2 separate regions of the Oryctolagus cuniculus genome follow, and region 2 is linked to region 1. Evidence: chromatin contacts called from public Micro-C data. All regions are on one chromosome and are shown on one strand. The core of a region is the stretch at or near the end of the contact, and the rest is flanking DNA. Distances in the headings are between cores, read along the strand shown.

Region 1 (3,353 bases), core at 511-3,010:
GGGGCTAACGGCACCCATATATTCCGGGGACGGGGCAGGTGACCAGCAAGGGGGAGGGGGTGGGAGGGGCATGCTTGAAAAACCCTAAACTTCTATTCCCCTCTCATTTGTGGAGCTGGCCCCTCCCGTGCCTTTCCCAAACTCACCTTCATCCCAAATAACCTGGACGCCATACCTCCCGGAAGCCATCCTGTATTGGCTTATCCCATCTCACTGCCTCCCAAAACTTGAATTAGACGGAGTCAGGTCCTCACTGCTGGGGCGGGCGGGCCAGGCCTAATGGGCGGGGAGTAGGGGTGGGTAAGAGAGGAACCCAAGCTTCCCGCACCCGCCCCGGTGCCAGGCTCTGTCCTGTGTAGGGCCAGCTAAGGCGAAATGCCAAAGTCTCATCTACTGGTAAGAACTCGAGTCAGGCGATGGAGCTGCAAAGGGCTTCCAATGACATTGACCTGCTTTTGTCACTATCTGGCCACTCACTGCTCCCCGTTCCAGGAGGACAGCTTTGAGTGCAGGGGCTAGCTTGTCTGCGAGAAGCTGCTCCCGGATGGAGCCAGCCGGGCACGGCAGCCACGCTGGCAAGTCGAGGGGTGCACTGGTTGGAATCCTAGACTGCTCCTGTCACTGCCACAGCTCCCCCCACAACAAGAGCCCCTTCACTTCCCACCCCCATCCTCTATTTTGCCCTCTGGGGGTTCCAGATTGTTGAATATGAGGGGCTTGGGAGGAGTGCAGGTGTGGAGAAGATGGTGACCAGGCGAAAGGAGTGAGGGACAGGTGGGCTGAGAACAAAGACATTGTTGGAGGAAGTGCAGACCGGGGCAGCCGCTGGGAGGAGGTGGGACCTGCAGGACCTCTGGACGCCTGTGCCCGGCGGACCTCAGTTAACATTTGCTGAACGGAAGCGCCGGGAAGGGCACACAGAAGCACGGCACGGAGAGAAGCCAGGCACAGCGCATGGAGGAGGGGACCACAGCCACAGCACAATTTCGCCGGGCTGTAGCAGGACGCAGGGGCCCGCGGTGCCTGCGGCAGTTCTTCCGGGGCCGTCCAGCCGCGACAGGCCCTGGGCCGAGCACATTCCCATCTGTGGGTCAGGCCAGGCAGGGGGCCCGCAGCCAGGGGCTGCAGAACAGATGTGACCTGAAGAGGAGGTAGGTGAAAGTGCTGAGCCCAGCCCCGGGCGCAGCAGGAGCTCAGAGCTGTGGAATCTGAATCCTGCTTCCGCGTGGGGCTGTCTGTGGGGTACCCAGGACTTCAGCGCTCTCGCCGCCCTCGGACGTCCAGGAAAACGAGGTGTGGGAGCTCAGAGATAGACGGAGAGGAGGGGTCGCTGGTGCAGGGGACGGGGCTCGCTGGCTCGCGCTAAAGTACGCCACGGGAGACCTTTTTAGAAAGGGAGAGCGCCCCCAAATTGAAGAACCGCTTCTCTCCTCTGCCCCTCCCTTCTAATCGGGACACCCCGGCAAGTCGCAGCCCCGCTGGCTAATCGGCACCCCCCGCCCCGCCCCGACTCCCCGTTCCACTCCCATTCCATTCTCAGGCCCCGCCCCCTTCACTCCCACCCGCAGCCTCCGCCCTAGCCACAGCGCCCAACACGGGGCCCAGAGGCCGCGGGAAGCACCCCGGCCCGTCGGCCACCGCCGGCTCCGCGGCCCCAGGCCCCTGCGCGCACTGTCCCCGCGCGCCGCGGCCGCGCCGTCGGAGCAGCCGCTCGCCCCGCCCGCCGCGCGCGCCGAGCGGCCGGGGCGGGGACTACAAGTCCCGGCGTGCCGCGCGCGCGCTCCCCCCTGGGGTTCCGGATGGTGAGCGGCGAAGGTAAGGAGAGCTCGCAGAGGCAGCGGCGGCGGCGGCGGAGACGGAGAGCGGCAGGCAGGCAGGGCGAGGGCGAGAGACGGAGGGAGGGAGCTAGCGAGGCGGACCAGACAGACAGACAGGCGGGCGGGCAGAGCGAGCCACCCGCTCGCGGCGGAGCGAGCAGAAGGCAGGAGGAGGGAGGGAGGAGGGGGAGGGAGGGAGAGAGGGAATCCAGCTACCACCACCCAAAGCCAGCGTCTGCTTTCTGTCCTCATTTCCTTTTCCCACCCAGCTCGGGGAGCAGAGAAAGGCAGAGCGAGCGCGGAGGGGAGACAGGCAGAGGGACAGACAGACAGCCGGGGAGCGCGGGAGGGCGGAGGGCGGAGGAGGAGGAGCAGGCGGACTGCGCGGGGCGCGTTCCCTCCCAGGTTTGCGCTTGGGGGGGTGGGGCGGGGGTGTCCAGGGCCGACCGAGTGTGTGCGCAGCGGGGGGAGCGAGGGGCGCCGCGAGAGCCAGGAGCGACGAGGCGGGGGGCGCCGCGGACGCGGGGGCCGTGTCCAGCGGAGTTAGCGGCGGAGAATGTGAGCCGAGGCGCGAGCCATGCTGTCAGCGACGGCGGGCGGCTCAGGGCTCCTCCGCGACTCCTCTCCCCAGCAGCCGGGCGCCCGCGTCGCTGCCGCCGCCGGAAGACAGACGCCCCCCAAAGCCCCTCGCCTGGCTCGGACCCACGGAGCCGGCAGCCCTGCACTCCGGTGAGTGGCGCCTCCTCCCCAGCCCCAGACCCCCGCTGGGGACCGGCCGGCTGGGCTCTTTTGTGCAGCGCACCAGGGGGGGCCCCCGCGCCCCCCGGTCCGGTCCGCCGGACCCCGTGGCTGCGGTGCCCGCGGTGCGATCGGTCTTTGTTTCCACCGGGGCCCGCGGCTCGGCTGGGCTCGGCTCGAAGCCTGGCAGGCAGCGCCGGGAAGGGGGAGGGGGAGGTGGACGGGGAGGGGGGGCGGAGAGGGGGGGTTCTCGGGTTTCCTGGCCGCCCCGCGGCTCCCCCGGCTCGGGGGCGAGGTGCGCGCCCAGCGCTGCCGCGCGCCCCCTCCTCCTTCCCCCTCCCTCCGCCTTTGGATTTAAAACTGCAATTTGCTCTCCAGCTTGCTGAGAATGTGGGGGGGGGGGCATGAAGGGGGACCGTGGGAGCGGAGAACAAGGCTGGATTTTAGGATCGGCGCTGGGAAAAGGGGAGACTGCGGAGGGAGGAGCCCCTCCCCTCCAACCCCCAAATCCCAAGGTTCCACTGGCGCTCTGGGAGTTGAGGGGCGGGGACCTAATGACCCGGAGGGGGTGTGGGGCGGAGGAGGGATTTGGGGGCGGCCAGGACCGGAGGGGTTGGGCCGCGTGCCCGGTTACCTGGCGAACAAAGTCGGCTCACTTTTGCATAAATAAATAAATAATCGCCTATCAATGCGTTTCCTCTGGGGCTCTGATTGAATCGGCCCCCTCTTCCCCAGGGGGTGGGGTGCTGAGTGACAGCTGTCAGCCCCCTGGGCCGGGAGCTGGGGGTGAACTGCTGA
Region 2 (3,353 bases), core at 278-2,777, 190 kb after region 1:
ACTCTTTTCTTTTTGTAAAAAACAAGACATTGTGGAAAGAGACCGCTGGTATGTTGTTTTTCAGGGAGGGCTTGAAATTTTCAGCTTTTCACTTATTCCCTAAGATGTAGATTTGAAGGGTTGCAACCCAGAACAAAGACTTTGAAAGTTGTAGGTTATAAAAGATAAAGTAACCTTTCACCCCTTCAGAGAAGTTACACATCTCTGCTTGTGGATTGTTGATAAATTCAAGGGCCCTGGAAGATACCATGACTCATCACGCTTGTTCATTGCATTTTTGTGGCTCCATTGAGGAGGATATTTCTTATCATATTAATTGTAGGCACCCAGAAGGTCCTCTTAACTCCCAGTCTGTTTTCCAGAACCATTTTACCAGGTGATTTTATAGAAAAGCAAGGGGCTAGGGCTGTAAGCAAATATGTCTGCTCTTCCAACATCAATTTTTTGCATTACACCTTTCAGTTTTATTCAGCCTGTTTCAAGTTTCATGACTGTCCAGTTATCCAGGAAGGCTGTGCTCTCTACAGACTGCCGAAGCTAAGGAGAAAGTATCTTTATCTCTCAGAGCAAGCAGATTCTTCGAGTGTGGCACTTCCCTTCGGGGGGGTGCGGGACAGTGTATGGGGATGGGTCGTGCCGGCCTTGGTAGCCAGTTTCCTGACCATTTTTGTCACTTCTGTGCACTGGTGACTTGGTTTCTTTGCTTTTTGCAGGTAAATATGCAGAGGACATTTTTGGAGAGCTCTTTACTCAGGCAAAAACCTTTGCCTCTCGGGTAAGCTCCCTTGCTGAGAGGGTTGACCGACTACAAGTTAAAGTCACTCAGCTGGATCCCAAGGAAGAAGAAGGTAAGGAAGCTGAGCTCAGCATTTGCAGGCTCTGCTGAGCAGTTTCTTCGAATTTTTCCCCCTAATTTATAAAAAAGCAAGGGGAAAAAAATCACAGAAACCTATGGAGTTCTGCTCTGAAATGACAAGCCTGGGTGGCGTAAAGAAACCTTTTAAGTTCTGCCTCACCCCCACACACTCTCTTTCTCCCAATCCCCCAGTTCCCCAGCGCTCAAATTTCCCTTCTCTCAATTGTATTTTGCTACCATAAAAGTACTTGGAAGATTCCTTCCTCCTAGGAGAGGCCTGGTCTATCTGGCCACATAGTAAACCTTTGTGTTGCCTCATTTTGTTCAGTCGTGAAATGGCTGGGCTGCTGACAGCCTTGTGGGGCTTCCCCAGAGGGGAAGGAAAAAAAAAAAAACCTGGCTGCAGACAGCCGCAGCCAAGAAATGCAGCAGCTGAGGCCTCTCCGACTGGGGTGACTCAGTGTTTGCTCAGACAGCCTGTCGTCCATTTTCTAACGCCTTCCCTCTCCTCTCAGTGTCGCTGCAAGGAATCAACACCCGAAAGGCCTTCCGAAGCTCCACCATTCAGGACCAGAAGCTCTTTGACAGAAACTCTCTCCCAGTGCCTGTCTTGGAAACATATAATACCTGTGATACTCCTCCCCCTCTCAACAATCTTACCCCATACAGGTAACGGCTGGCTGGCTCCTTCCTTTTTCCAGCCTGAACCACAAACAGCACTAGGCTCTTTTATCTGAAGATGTTGTTTACATCAGAAGAGTCTATCAAAAAGCTTACTCCCCATCCCAGAGTGGCTTGTGGCAACAGAAGCTACAGTTTACCCTGTGAACAGTTGTCATTTATTATTGTTTGGTTTCTGAAATTCATAGTGAATATAATATATATTGAAAGTTTGCTGTAACATTGCATCCTGCAGAGTTTAATTTGGTATAAACCAGGTCCATCTTGGATTCCATCCAAGGAATTTAGTTATTATAGAACCAAAAAGGACTTTTGTTATAAAGGCGGTCCTACAACGTGGATCCCAGGGGCAGCATGCTAGCAAGGCTCCCACTGACTTGGAAACCACTAGGTTACCAGATGTTTGGGCGTGTTAGTGGGGCCTGCCGCATGCGCTGGCTGCTCTGGCCCAGAGAGGTCCTTCCAAAGCTTAAGGAGCAATTGGCTTTCTTCCAGAGGAGTTTCGTTCACTGTGTTTTGAACATCCTTTTGACATTTCCTTCTGAAAAGGCCTGCCTTGCTGTGACTGGTCTTGAAAAAGAAGGTTGCCTTATAGATGACTTAAAGCCCCTCCCCTCTGGTGGTTTGGTAGTGTTGTCATTCTGCAAAAAAAAAAAAAACACACACACAAACACACACACACACACACAAACACTGGAGAGGGTCAGAAGGTGAATGTTTATTTTGCTTGCATTCATAAATATCTTTGGAACAGGTAAGAAGTAATTACAGGTAACAGATAGCTGGAGGCAGATGTCTGCTATCAGGCATGGCTACACCGAAGAGCAGAAATGTGTGTGGTGTATCCCTGTGAAATTCAGGGATGCCAGCCTGATTTAGGGGGCCTGGAAGCTTCTCACATATATGGCAACTCCCCATTTTGTTTGCCCTTAGCTTTCCAAGGGACCAGCTAGCAGAGCAGGACAGTTTGGACTCTGCAGCCTCCATCATTTATTTAGTCCAGCTGACTCAGGGACACGGTTTTGAGACAGGATGGGATCACACAGCTGATGTGTTGCATAGGATGGAATAAACAAATGACATGAAGAGAATTTTGTCAGTTAATGGCATTTTCCTTTGTAACATACAATAGCAGAATTAGCGTCTCTTCTTAGGTATCTGGAGTTGGCTTAACAGAAGCAAGAAAGCAGTGGTGTATCTCCTTCAGAACAAGAGTTACTGTAAAGTCTTACAGTTTAAAAAAAAGATTTATTTATTTATTTGAAGATCAGCGTTACACAGAGAGAGAGAGAGAGGAAAGGCAGAGAGAGAGAGAGAGAGGTCTTCCATCCACTGGTTTACTCCCCAGTTGGCCGCAATGGCTGGAGCTGCACTGATCTGAAGCCAGGTGTCAGGAGCTTCTTCCAGGTCTCCCATGTGGGTGCAGGGGCCCAAAGACTTGGGCCATCTTCTACTGCTTTCCCAGGCCATAGCAGAGAGCCGGATTGGAAGTGGAACAGCTGGGACCGAACCAGAGCCCATATGGGATGCTGGCACTGCAGGCAGCAGATTTACCTGCTACACCACACCACCAGCCCCAGAATAATATTAAAATAAGTGTTCCCCCCGAAGGCCATGCTTTCTGGACAGTGGGATTCCAACCAGGGTCGTTGGGTTTGGCCACTAGTTTATAATGACTCACAGTGCACTCTGTATTACTTTTGTAGCTACTAAAGATAGTGAGTGATAAGTCTTAGGTTCTTAAAACAGCTGACCATCTGTTCTCACCAGGGCCCCCTTGTGGTTGGGGGTATGGATGCTGTGCTGTGCTAAGAGG

Evidence for each region. Hi-C and Micro-C count contacts between places; a contact is called where the count stands out from the background.
Region 2: a contact with region 1 is called in a Micro-C map of ear pinna, with 4 times the contacts expected there. The contact joins the enhancer-like site here to the promoter of AHDC1 in region 1. A contact is called at or near these places in 3 of 6 Hi-C or Micro-C datasets (ear pinna, embryonic fibroblasts and skin fibroblasts).

Annotation. Positions count from the first base shown.
Region 1 is chr7:143,969,153-143,972,505 of mOryCun1.1, forward strand. AHDC1 (AT-hook DNA binding motif containing 1) reads left to right here and starts at 1,761. Exons shown (of 7, transcript XM_070079004.1): 1 at 1,761-1,815; 2 at 2,449-2,546.
Region 2 is chr7:144,154,569-144,157,921 of mOryCun1.1, forward strand. WASF2 (WASP family member 2) reads left to right here. Exons shown (of 9, transcript XM_002716090.5): 3 at 714-848; 4 at 1,372-1,525. Among named protein-coding and RNA genes, the nearest start is that of GPR3, 29 kb to the right of the region's middle. Within about 2 kb of position 1,528, at least 5 of the 8 cell types and tissues checked have an H3K27ac peak or open chromatin away from gene starts, as enhancers often do. A contact at or near this core is called in ear pinna, where this site is marked.